Linked DNA regions of Mus musculus: all the other regions are linked to region 2. Evidence: chromatin contacts called from public promoter capture Hi-C data. All regions are on one chromosome and are shown on one strand. The core of a region is the stretch at or near the end of the contact, and the rest is flanking DNA. Distances in the headings are between cores, read along the strand shown. Region 1 holds the start of C130046K22Rik (RIKEN cDNA C130046K22 gene). Region 2 holds the start of Kansl1 (KAT8 regulatory NSL complex subunit 1). Region 3 holds the start of Wnt9b (wingless-type MMTV integration site family, member 9B).

Region 1 (3,698 bases), core at 1,118-3,617, 740 kb before region 2:
TCTCCAACTGAGCTGCTATGGAAACAATTATCTGAGAGATTATGGAACCCTTTGCCATATGAAGAAGCTATGTAACCCAGAACAGTAACAAGTTAAACTGCCGTTGCTTTTAAACTAATGAGAGTGGTGGTATATCCGTAATCCCAACAGCTCGAGAGACAGAGGCAGGTGGATCTCTAAGAGTTCCAGGCCAGTCTAGTTTTCATAGTGAGTCCCAGGTCAGCCAGGGCTACAAAGTGAGACTCTACCTCAAACAAACAAACGGATGAAGAAAGAAAAGGACGAATGAACAGAGGAAGAGAGGGAGGGAGGTTGGTTGATTGGTTGGGAGGGACTGGATCAGACAGGATGGGACATGACGGGAAGGAAGGGAGGAAGTTAGTAAGTAGTGGATATAGTGGTGCTCACCTGTCATCTTAGCACACAGGACAAAGAAGCAGGTGGACTGTAAGTTCAAGGCCAGTCTAAGCTACACCACAACTTATAGGCTAACCTCAGCTATGTAATAGAATCCCATCTTGAATGTACACACACCCACACAACACATACACGCCCACAGTTTTCACATGCACTTGGTTATTGTCACGTCTTCCACTCTACCTCCATAGCTAGTCTTTACCTCCTAAGGCAAGCTGACAAACTGATCTTGAGATAATAATTCTTAAAACTAACTACTGAGTAAAACCACCAGAAAAGCCTGCGTGATCACTCCAGAGCTGTTTGTGTCTGAGACCTACTTACTCCAAACTATCTAAAGATGAATTCCAGGATGGCAGCTAGACAACACAAGGGACAAATGTATCTTTTATGAACATGAGTACCCAAAATGGAAGCCTACTGGATTCTCTTTAAAGCTCATCCTAGTAGAATATTGCTAATGTAAAACATCCTGTCTTTCTTTCTTTCTTTTTTTTTTGTTTTGTTCATCCACTCAGTGCTCAGGACTTTTCCAGCTATATGACTTTAAATAATCGATTTTATGTCAACGTACCTTCACAGTTAGAGATAATCACAGAATCAGTTCAAAGTTCTAGTGAGACGAGTATGTTCTGACACTGTTCTGTCAATTCAGCAACTAGCAGATTAACTCACCGCTCTGCTAGGTCCATGTGTCTTGCTATGGAAAGGATCCGTTCTTAGTAAATGAGGGCAATTTTCTGCCTCATTCCTTTTCCACGTGACTCACAGGATAGTCTTTTAAAATCTCTTCCTACACTTATTATATAATATGCAAATTGTCATTACAATGTAGTTTATTTTCCCCCACCCAAATCAAACATTTTGTTGACAAAAGTAAAAAGGGGGATTGGAGAGATGGCTCAGAGGTTAAGAGCACTGACTGCTCTTCCGAAGGTCCTGAGTTCAATTCCCAGCAACCACATGGTGGCTCACAACCATTTGCAATGAGATCTGATGCCCTCTTCTGAGGTGTCTGAAGACAGCTACAGTGTACTTACATATAATAAACAAATTTAAAAAAAAAAAAGGTAAAAAGAGAATAACCACCATCTTATTTCCATTCTTTTTGTTATGAGTTTCCTGGGGAGGCAGGATGACTAGTTTATGTCATTTTTCAGGCCCAAGGAATAAGATTTTTCAGTGCTGTCATACAATCAATAGAAAGTTCTTAAACTAACATAGGTATGTGGCCCCTCATGGTGTCTAGCTGCATAACACTGCAAGTTCCCAAAACAAAGGACGGTATGGAAAAAAAAAAAAAAAAAAAAAAAAAAGGACCCACCAAGGAAACTTAGTTATGAAAAGCTAATCTAAGACTCAATTTCAATTTCCTTAAGGCTAACTTGTAATCAGATATGACTCACAAAAATAGTCACTAGTTACCTGCCCGTCTTTGTGTCACAAAAATAAGTTCTTTAAATGTCCAATCAAGTACACAAAATACTTCTTTCGTACAACCCCTGACACTCCCACTTAAGCAATAGATTCATAGACACAAGCCTCGGCAACAGTTTTCTCTGTTCTCTAAGCTCTACCAACCCGGAGGACTAAGCTGGCAGGTGCTGGATCAAGTGCTGTAACCTAGGGGCGCTGCTTTCCCTTGCCAATAGGCAGTCACGGCTTGCGGCCAAGAGCTACCGGGCCCAAGCCTTCGCGCCCCGGCTCGATCCCCTTCGGCTAAGAGCATCGCACCAGGGGCTAAGAGATGCGGAGCAGCCCGAGCGGAAACCTCCACAATGACAGTCCCCAGAGCCCCGAGCCCTAGGGGCCGCAGCCCGGGCGGAGCCCAGCCCGCTCCCCGACGCAGCCCTCACTTGTTCGTTTGTTGGTATAGGGGCTCCATGACGCCGGCCTAGCCGGCCTGCGGCTTCCTCGGAACACGTCCTCACAACCCCACTTCCGGCTTCCGGTCTCAGGGCCCGCCCTGCTGAGTAGGGCGCCCGCGAGTGTGCCTGTCCCGTGGTGGTTGTGAGGTCGGAGACGGGGTTGCGCGGAAGGAAAGCGGGACGCGAGGGATGGGTGTGGCTCCGGGCCGGAGCTCGCGGAGAGCGGCGGGGGTGAGTTTTTTGCTAAAGTCCAGCTCCGGGATTGAATCAGGTAGCGGAGAGGACGGTCGCGAGGCACTGACGTCAGAGCCTCCCCCGAGAAGTCGCCGGCGACTCTCTACGTCGCTCTCCGCCCCGCGGTCGGGCTTGGCTTCTCCTTGGAGTGTGTAATTACAGGTCTGGGGAATCTCACTTCCTCACGACGCGTGCTTTTCCTGCCTCGAACTAGTCCGCCCACTAGTCTTCCCATCTCCGGCTCATTTTTAGTAAACCCACAGTGAGTGAGTGGTTAGCATATGACGTGGAACAACCAAAATTTCCCTGTTCTTCAAGAGGTTGGACTAGAGAAGGAACTACGATCTGTATACAAATAAACATTCCAAATAAGTACAAAGATAATGGTAGAACATCCAAATAAATACAAAGATAATGAGCTGGGCTGGTGTTGTGGTCAATAGGAAATTGTTTTTAAAGACATGAAGGGCGGGTGACATTTGGATTAGGACTTGGAAAGGTTCAAACACTTGTCTTCACCTAGGCCCATCTCATTTCCATCCATCTAGGTTCTTATCTACAGTTCCTCCCAAGGGAGGAGTTGTTCCTCTTCCTTTGGTGAGCTGAAGCTTGGATTTTCCTGTATCCTGCATCCCTCCCAGTTTTATGTCCCAAGAGACTGCCCGCCCATATTCATTCTTTCCCTAACATTACATTTCCCAGTTCCACTCCCATTTATTGAACATCTACTATGCACCATGCACAGATATGTAGGATAGGAACCCAGGTAAAACACATTCCTGGTGTTTCGCTGTCTATTGAGAAAGTCCTTATTTTAAAGCTGAATTAACAATCAACATTTAGGGTATGACTAAGGACCATTTGCCTGGAGAAGAGCAGTAGGGGTTCATGGATCAAGAAAGCATGGGGGGCCTTCAAGAACCGATAGAGGGTTTGTGGGAATGGTGCACTTTAGCTAAGGTTGAGTAGCGTGGGGGCGGGGCATAGATAAAAGGCTGTATCCTTAGTTTTTTAGTACTTTGCTGGTGAGGGATGCACAGGGAAGTATGTATATGTGTGCTTGTGTGTGTCTCAGTAGAATTGTCTCTGACTTGTGTGAGGTCCCAGGTCAAATCTTTGTGGGTCTTTGCTCTATAGGCATTTTGATTTTAAATTATATTACAGATTTATAAGAACAGG
Region 2 (3,816 bases), core at 1,119-3,618:
GATAACATACATCAGGAGAAAACAGATCAATCATACTCAAGAATTACATTTTATATTTACTTTTTGAAGCTAGTAACTTACCTAGAAAAAGAAAAAAATGTACTTTAGCATTTTATAGTTAATATTTACAAGAAGTTATAACAACCAAGTAAGAAGATTGGAAAACTAGAATTAAAAACTTCTCTATCAAAAATGCAACAAAGAAACACATCAAAAGTATCCACTGTCAGAAGAAAAAAAAAAAAAAGTCTCAACTGACAACAGCTGCAGTTAATTGAAAATTTCTAAATTGGTAGGAGAATAAGACAAGAAACCAAGTACAGCCCATAGAAGAGAGGAAAGGGAAACACGCCCACTTTATGCTTTTGTAAATACTGGTACTTCAAATGACCTTAAAAACAAAAACAAAAAAGGGAGGTGGGGTGGGAAATATAAACTGCAGACCAGTCTAAGAAACAGAAATCATTTTAATATAACGATTTTCCTACTTGATTGAAAGTACTTTTGAGAAGAAGTTCTGTAACTATATCATGATTATGCAAGGCAAGGATTATGTAATTTTATCGTTTATTTTAAAATGTTCTCCGAATGTATTAAAAAAAAAAAACCCTAGAGCATTGTGATCTCTCTAATGGGCAGAGGGACACTTACTTGGCTACAGCTTAAAATATTAACATACACCCCCCCAAACAAACAAACAAAACCCCACAATGATTGCTAGCCACGTGACGAAGGATATGGCAACACCAGGATTGTGAATGGAGGGGAGGAAAGCTAGGTTGGAGGACTAGCGAGATTTCTCTTAACTTTGGGGACTGCAGGATTCGGGTTTCTCAATCTTTAAGGTACCAAATTCTAACCCCTAAGAGTTGTACAGCTAACACCCTCAAGTGCGGTTTTATTAATAGGTCACGGAAAATGCTCCAGTGACCTCCAGGATAAAGGAGGAAAAAACAGGCGGAGGAAAGAGCAATTTAAAGTGGCGCCATCATGTCACCCCTTTTCCCCTAAGGCAATCAATAAGCAATAGTTAAGTAACGAGTTTCTCTAAAAATCCACATTGGGATTCCAACATTGGAAAACAAAAGGATTTCTAGGTAAAACATGGGAGTAAGATTGTTTACAATACGGAAAACAATTATAAACTATTTGCTGAGAATCAAAGGCCGTCAGTCCGAAAACAGGCCCCCCCAAAAGCAGTAAGATTCCAACTCACTTAAAAGCAAATAAATGCCTCTTCCTCTTTAGTTGAAAAAAAGGGCTGCCTGAGACTAGATCCGAAAACGCAAATGACCTCAATATTTAAGCAACAAAAAATGTTAACAATCAGAGTTGTGATACAAACCGTGAGACAGACATGCAAGATGTGTTTGAGCAAAGAAAGACCTTTTGCAGTCAAGAGAAGTTCAAGGCGAGAGCAAGAGTTTGTTTTTGGTCTTTTTGTTTTTGCTTTTTTTTTTTTTTTTTTTCGGAAATAAACCAGGTTCTCCAGGCCGCCTTTTTAAATAGAACGCCAAAGGAAAGCCCAGCGAACGAGGCGGCAGCTGGTGGGGAAGGGCCCCCGCACACCCCCGCCCTTGGGGCGACTCCCAGCCCGGACCCGCAGCGGGGAAGCCCGGAGAGGCCATTTAAAGTTCCGGGGATTTTTCTTCCCCTGCCCAGCCTTTCTAGTTACAACTAACAAAGAGAGGGAGAAATGGGAACCACAGGGAGAGCGAGGAGAAGGAGAAAGGGCAGCGGGAGGAGGAGGAAAGGAGCAGCAGCAGCACCTACCACGTGATGGAGGAGCGTAGCCCGGGCGGATTCGGCCCCACAAAATGGGCGCAGTTTGCAAACAGCCCCCCGGCCTGGGCGCCGAGGACCAGCGGGCGGGGGCGCGCGGCTGCTGCTCCGGCCCGGCCCGCCGCTCTCCTCCCCCCCGGCGCCCGGAGCCGCCCTGACTTTCCGGGCGGGGGGGCGAGGCGGAGGGGGAGGGGAAGGCGGCGGCGGCGGGGAGCGGCTGCTTTTTCTTCTCTTTCGGGCCCTTTCTCCGGCCTTCCTCCGTTCCGACCCGGCCTGGGCACGGCGGGGACCGCAGCCCCGGGCGGGCGGGGGCAGAGGGTAAAGCTGCCCCCCCCGCCCCGCACAAACAAGCGCCGCCGTCTGCAGCCCGCGCCCGCACCCCGGCCGCCACCCCGGGAGCTTCTTCCCGGCCGGGGAGCGCACTTCGGCCGCCCCCCAAGCCGCCGCGGCGAGACGAGTCGGCTTCGCTACGGCGCTTGGTTCTCCCGCCGGCTCAGCGAGCGGTGGCGGTGGCGGCGGCGGCACTGGGAAAATGGCGGCCGAGCTCCTTTTCCCTCCCCCCCTTTAATCTGAAGCGGAGGGAGAATGGAGCGAGCAAGCGAGCGGGCGAGTGCCGGGGACACGGGGAGGAGGGACAGCAGCGCCTCCGCCGGCTGCGGCTGCGGCGGGCCGCTCCGCCCCGGCGCGCCGCCAGGGGGCGCCCGCCTCGCCGCCCCCGCGGGCTGCCAGGAGGCGCGGCCGCCGCCGCCTCAGTCATGGCTCCTAGCCGCGGCCGCTGCTTCTGCGCCTCTGTTTGCGGAAACCGGTGCCTGGTGCCTGATACGTGCGGCAGCGACACGCGGCACTGCGGCAAGCGACGCGGGGCCCTCGCTTCGATCGAGGTGAGGCTAACCTGAGGCGCTGATGCCGTCACATTCCCTCGGCTCTGTGGCTGGCGGTGCTGCGCGCCGGTTTGAGGGGAGGGCGGACTGACACAGCAGAGCTAGAGGACGTGAGCGAAGAACTGTGTGTGCAGTGAATGAAGAAGCTGCTGCGGCCACACTACCCCAGGGCCAACCGTGCTCTGAGACGGGCAGGAAGCTCCCTGACCAGTGACGCGGTCCCTGCCACCCGCCCTTTGTCCTACACCCTGCTCTGTACACTGCAGCACACGGCTGGCTGCTAGCCCTAGCGCCACGCTCTGCAGCCGCCAAACCAAAAAATAAGCGGACGCCATTGCGCAGGCGCGAGCTAGGACCGACTCGGGGCTAGCCCGGGCAGGGGCAGCTGGGAGCTAGAGGGGAAATGATGGCCCACCAGCGCCGGGCCCGCTGGGAACTGTAGTTTTCGTTAAGCCCGCGTGTTGTTTTAGGCTTCTTGATTTGTCAGATCCGCCAAAATAGGCAAAAACGCATTCATTACACAGTAATTTTTTTGTTTCCTGCTACTACCAAATTAAAGTTCACAGACCCGCTAAAAGTTTAACAATGAACAACAAAAGCAAACCTGTCATGTTCTTACCAGCGTTGACTTAAAAGTAGTGGCACCTAATTACTCTTGACTCTAGTTTGTCAGCACGATATCGGTTCCTTCCTCCCAAATAAGGTTTAATATCAGAGAACATTTTCTGGACTTAGAAAACTTAATATAACGCAAAGTGACACATTACACAGTACAAATCCACCACCCTTTAAAGCTAACCATGTCCAAAGATTATTAGGACTCACCAAAATCAAATAGCATAAAACTTGTTCCAACAACTAAATCACCAAGCTCAGCAGATGAGAAGAGTAGAGTCTACCAAAAGGAAGATGTAAAATGCTCAATACTTTGTGTGGTTTACCAAACCAGTATCCGGTGTTATGTGTCACTTCAGCTCCTCAAAAAAAAAAAACTATTGTTATAGACCAGTTTTCATTAGCCCACAAAGTCTCTAACTCAACAAGTTTCTGCAGTATCTGCATCTATATTTCTCTTGAATTTCCATCTGCATTTTTAAAATTACACTCTCAAACATGATCTTGGTTTTCAAATATCAAAGGCAGGAGACAACAT
Region 3 (4,117 bases), core at 266-2,765, 690 kb before region 2:
ATAGCATTACCTGAGTTTTTACTACATGCTAGCCACTGTTCTAAGAGCTTTCTATGCGCTCCCCTCAGACACTCTTATCCACATTCTACAGGCCAGACACGCAGTGCCGTGAAAGTGGCAGGACTGAACTCAGAGCTTGTGTCCTCTCCCTTGAGTCGTGTCCACTGGGGCAAGTTCTTGGCAATGAACATGTCTGCTGTTCTGGGCGCGGGTCAAACGGAGATACTGAGTCCCCAGGAACTGAATGGTCCTCCCAGATCATCAGCAGGGACCTCCACTAGGACTGAGACTGACCATCCCTCCCCATATACTTCTGGGGAGGTTGCTGCTTATAACTCAGGTACATTTTAGCCAGAGGTCATGACCTGGAAATTAGCCTACATCCCTTATTCAAGCCGGTGAGGTTGCCCCTGGACCCTCACACCCTATGGTGGTTTCCTGAGATCAGCCTCTGCTGTGCTTGGATTGTGAGCCTTGCCTGACTAGGGATGTAACTGGAAGAAAAAGGCAATGTTTAAAGTTAAGCATTTGGAGCCTGCTTTGGGTTGAGGTGATTTTTAAAATCCATGATCCCTACCATCACCGCCACGCCCAACCCTCACCAAGTATCTTCAATCCAGAGTCAGTGAAGACATTTGCAGACAAATGCCATTTTGCTTCCCTCAATTATTTCCCTTGAGACTCACTCTCCAGGTATCACACCAGAAGCTATTGTTATTTTTCTAACCATGGACACCCCCAGATGGGCCTCTCTCCCTCTCTTTCCCATAAACCCTATCCTCTGGGGTTTAATTTGGTCGCACTTCCTCACCGTACAGTTCTTTAAGCATCTAACTAATGTGCCCCGCGGTCCCAGGATCTCCCACAACCTTGGATCAACAAAACTCTCAGCTTCCTCCCCACCCCTACCCACCTATCCCTCTACCCAGCCAGGTGTCCGGGTCCCAGCTCTGCAGGGAGAAAGCAAAGGATACTGAAATCGCAAGCAAAAAGTGTAGCTGGACGGAGTCCAGGATGGGGACATAGAGGGTACCGAGAAAGATCTGAAGAGGACATGAGAGCCCAGGACCGACGCTTGGACCTGCGCGGACAAGGGCGTATCAGGGGTGTCAGGTCAGGATCCCCTGCGCAAGCCGAGCTCCAGTCTGCAGTCTGACAGCCGCCCGGCAGAGGAACCGGGAAGCGCAAGGGACCTAGACTTGGTAGACTCGAGAAAGGGAGATTAAGTCTGAGCACAGAGAGCGAGGGATGGAGATTTGGGAGGGAAATGCGCCCTCAAAGCGATCGGGGTCCACCTGAGCAAAGGGCTGAGTTCGAGGCCTCGCAGGGACCCGAGCCGGGGGCAGGGCATACGGAGCGAGGGGACGCGACCGGCACTGACCCGAAGTAGGCGGCGGCGGCGGCAGCGGCAGGCAGCACCAGCAGGCAGAGCGCAGCCAGGGCCAGCGCGGGCGCGGGGCGCATGGTGCAGGCGGCCGGTGCACTCTCGCATCTCCTCGCGCCACTAGGCGCTCGTAGCGCCGCCACCAGCCGCCCGCGGGGCTTTAAACCCGGTAGGGCGGAGCGCGAGCGGCCCGGGGAGGGAGCCTCGCAGCCGGCGAGCCCCTCGCCCCATAGGCTCCGCCGAACTCTGCCCGCCCTGTTGTGGGAGGGGTCAGCAGCAGGCCCCTCCCCTTCTCAGGTGAGTGCTCACCTGGAGCCGCGCCCACTCCAGCAAAGAAGGCGGACCGTGTGGGACCCTGGCCCTGGAGAGGATTGGGGTTCTGGGGACCTAGGAGGTGCTGCCTCAGAGATGCCGCCTCTCCCGGGAGAGATGCTCGGGTGCGCGATCTCTGTATAGCAAAAGTTCGTGGTCGTCACTATTCTGTAGAGCGAGTTCAGCTTTCTTTGCTCAGGGATTCCGAAGGCTGAGAGAGAGGTCCTGCGCAGAGTCCTTCCCCAACAGCGGGAGACATTCATGTCCATTGGCTAGGAGGACTCTTAGACATAGAACCTCATACAGAGGGTACCTGCTCTTAAACACGAAACTGACAGCCATCGGCGGAGGTGTAAAGGGCTCTCGTATGACGACAACACTATTACTGGTCAAAAATTTACACTGTCTGAGGAGTGAGGCAGAGCCACAGAAGCAGGAGGAAGCGGACTCCCTAGATGCATAGAAGCCAGATCTCCATCATATAAAACGTGAATCTCCTTAGTGTTGGGCCTCAATGCTGCCTGTTGCTTTAAGAAAAAAAAAAGTTTGACTCCAATTCTTACAACGAAGCAGGGGTGACATCAGTCTAGGAAGGAGACATACAACCAAATGAGCTTTCAAACGCCTTTGGGCATCTTGAACACTGAGCCAAATCAAGCAAAAAGCCACAATCTGGCTTTAATGAATGTCAAATCTTGGTGCAAAATGTCAAAGAGAGGCAGGAAGGAAGGAAGGAAAAGAAAGAAACTAGACATGGAGTTAGAACATTGGGTGACAGTGACCTTGGCTTTGTGGAGGATATCGGCCTGGAACGAGGAAGATTTATGCCAGTTCTGACATCAAGCTGTTGCAACAGAGGAAACTTGGCTATGGTGGTGAGCCTCTTTGAGCTGTTTCACTGTGGAGCAACTCAGTAGCCACATGACCCTTTGCTACCACAGCTCTGTGGTCCTATCAAATCTGGTGGTCCTGTTTACTGAGGCTGCAAGGCCCAACATAGGCTTCAGAGACCTGGAATTCAACCACGTGAACTACGAATTCCAGACGTGAAACAGGGAGGATGACAAAGAACTGACAAGATTTTTGTGTAGATGAGATGTCAGAGAGGAGGTAGTGAGGTGTGGGTTGTTATGCCTGCAGGCAGGAGCCCAGCACCGTGGGCTGATGTTTACTCTGCTGGGGGATGAGGGATTGCTGCGTGATTTCTGTGATTTGTTCATTGGTTTCTGGACTGTGGATGTAAGTGTCCCCTCCAAGGCTGATTTTAAGCCATCGTTATGGTCACGTGTATGACAGCATGGGGAGACATGTGTGCGGTCATCTCAGCAAGCTGGCAGAATCTGGCTCTGTCTCCTCTATTGTAAAAGTGTGACAGGGGGATCCAGGAGGCTCAGAGGCAAAGGGAGCTCAGAGGGACCTGTGTGAGTCCAAGAGAGTGCTGAGGACTAAGCTAACAGGAAGATATCAGCAACACCCAGCAGTACCCACTGGCACCCTACTGTTGGCAGAGAAGGAGGGAGGGAGTTCACCTTGGGTTGCTCCGACTGCCCTTCCTGTCCTAAAGCCCACAAGTACATATGCACAGAGAAGACAAGATGATGGGAAGAGGGAACAACGGTCCCCCAAGTGACACAGCTGCCTGTTGCTGTCAGGCTGAACTTGAAGAAGGTTGGAAGGAAACCTTAAGATTCAACCCAGACCTTGGTGGTTAGAGAATGAGGCACAGAAAGTGCTCATTCTATGATCTTGAATCCCAACAGCCAGGACAGTGGGCCCCGCCCCAAGGCTCCTTCCTTCCCAAGTTAGGACCAGATCAGGGCTTTGCCTCCTGGGCGGCTCTGAGCAGGAAACCTCCCAATGCTGCTTCCACTTTGTGGCCCCCACAGCTCCGCAGGGCACCGGAGACAGCTTCTCATTGCTGGCAATAGGGATTCCCACAGCAATCCCCCTCCCTGTGTGTACATGGGACTCCCTGGGTGTTTGAACCCCAGCCCCAGCCATGGTCTCGAAGGAGTCTCAAGTACCCTGGGAAACAGGGGTAGTCATTGTCCTCAATGTATACATAAGGGTAGCAAGGCTTAGGGCACTGAAATAGCCTGTGTGGATAGCCTCGGCTATAGGAGTGGAGGGAGGAACGGAGTCCAGCTGTGGGGCGACTGCCAGCATTTGCTGTGGGTCAGGATGGCTGTGGATGGCTTAGGAATACAGGTACAGCCTGATTCTCAGCAGCCTTTGAGTGACACATGCTTTCAGAGTCCAGTAGGGGCTCCTAGGAGCTCACCCTCGAGGGAGACAAGCTTGGTCTGGAGGCAGAGATGGGTGGTGAAGCAGATCACCTCACAATTGCAGCGTTGAGAAAGGACCTTGAGATAGACAGCACTGTGCTGTGAGTGGCTTGTTCCTCTGCTCCCACCTGCAGCC

The links. Promoter capture Hi-C pulls out the DNA fragments that hold promoters and counts their contacts.
Region 1: a contact with region 2 is called in a promoter capture Hi-C map of liver, with 2.7 times the contacts expected there. The contact joins the promoter of C130046K22Rik here to the promoter of Kansl1 in region 2. A contact is called at or near these places in 1 of 39 promoter capture datasets (liver) and 1 of 115 datasets of contacts at active chromatin or transcription factors (memory CD8 T cells).
Region 3: a promoter capture Hi-C map of macrophages shows a contact between it and region 2, with 5 read pairs. The contact joins the promoter of Wnt9b here to the promoter of Kansl1 in region 2. A contact is called at or near these places in 1 of 39 promoter capture datasets (macrophages) and 1 of 115 datasets of contacts at active chromatin or transcription factors (astrocytes).

Annotation. Positions count from the first base shown.
Region 1 is chr11:103,695,357-103,699,054 of GRCm38.p6, forward strand. C130046K22Rik (RIKEN cDNA C130046K22 gene) reads left to right here and starts at 2,368. Exons shown (of 3, transcript NR_102389.1): 1 at 2,368-2,516. Gosr2 (golgi SNAP receptor complex member 2) reads right to left here and starts at 2,367. Exons shown (of 6, transcript NM_019650.4): 1 at 2,274-2,367. The coding sequence starts at 2,302.
Region 2 is chr11:104,439,952-104,443,767 of GRCm38.p6, forward strand. It overlaps Kansl1 (KAT8 regulatory NSL complex subunit 1), which reads right to left and starts at 2,369. Exons shown (of 15, transcript NM_001372459.1): 1 at 1,774-2,369.
Region 3 is chr11:103,748,306-103,752,422 of GRCm38.p6, forward strand. It overlaps Wnt9b (wingless-type MMTV integration site family, member 9B), which reads right to left and starts at 1,516. Exons shown (of 4, transcript NM_011719.4): 1 at 1,382-1,516. The coding sequence starts at 1,464.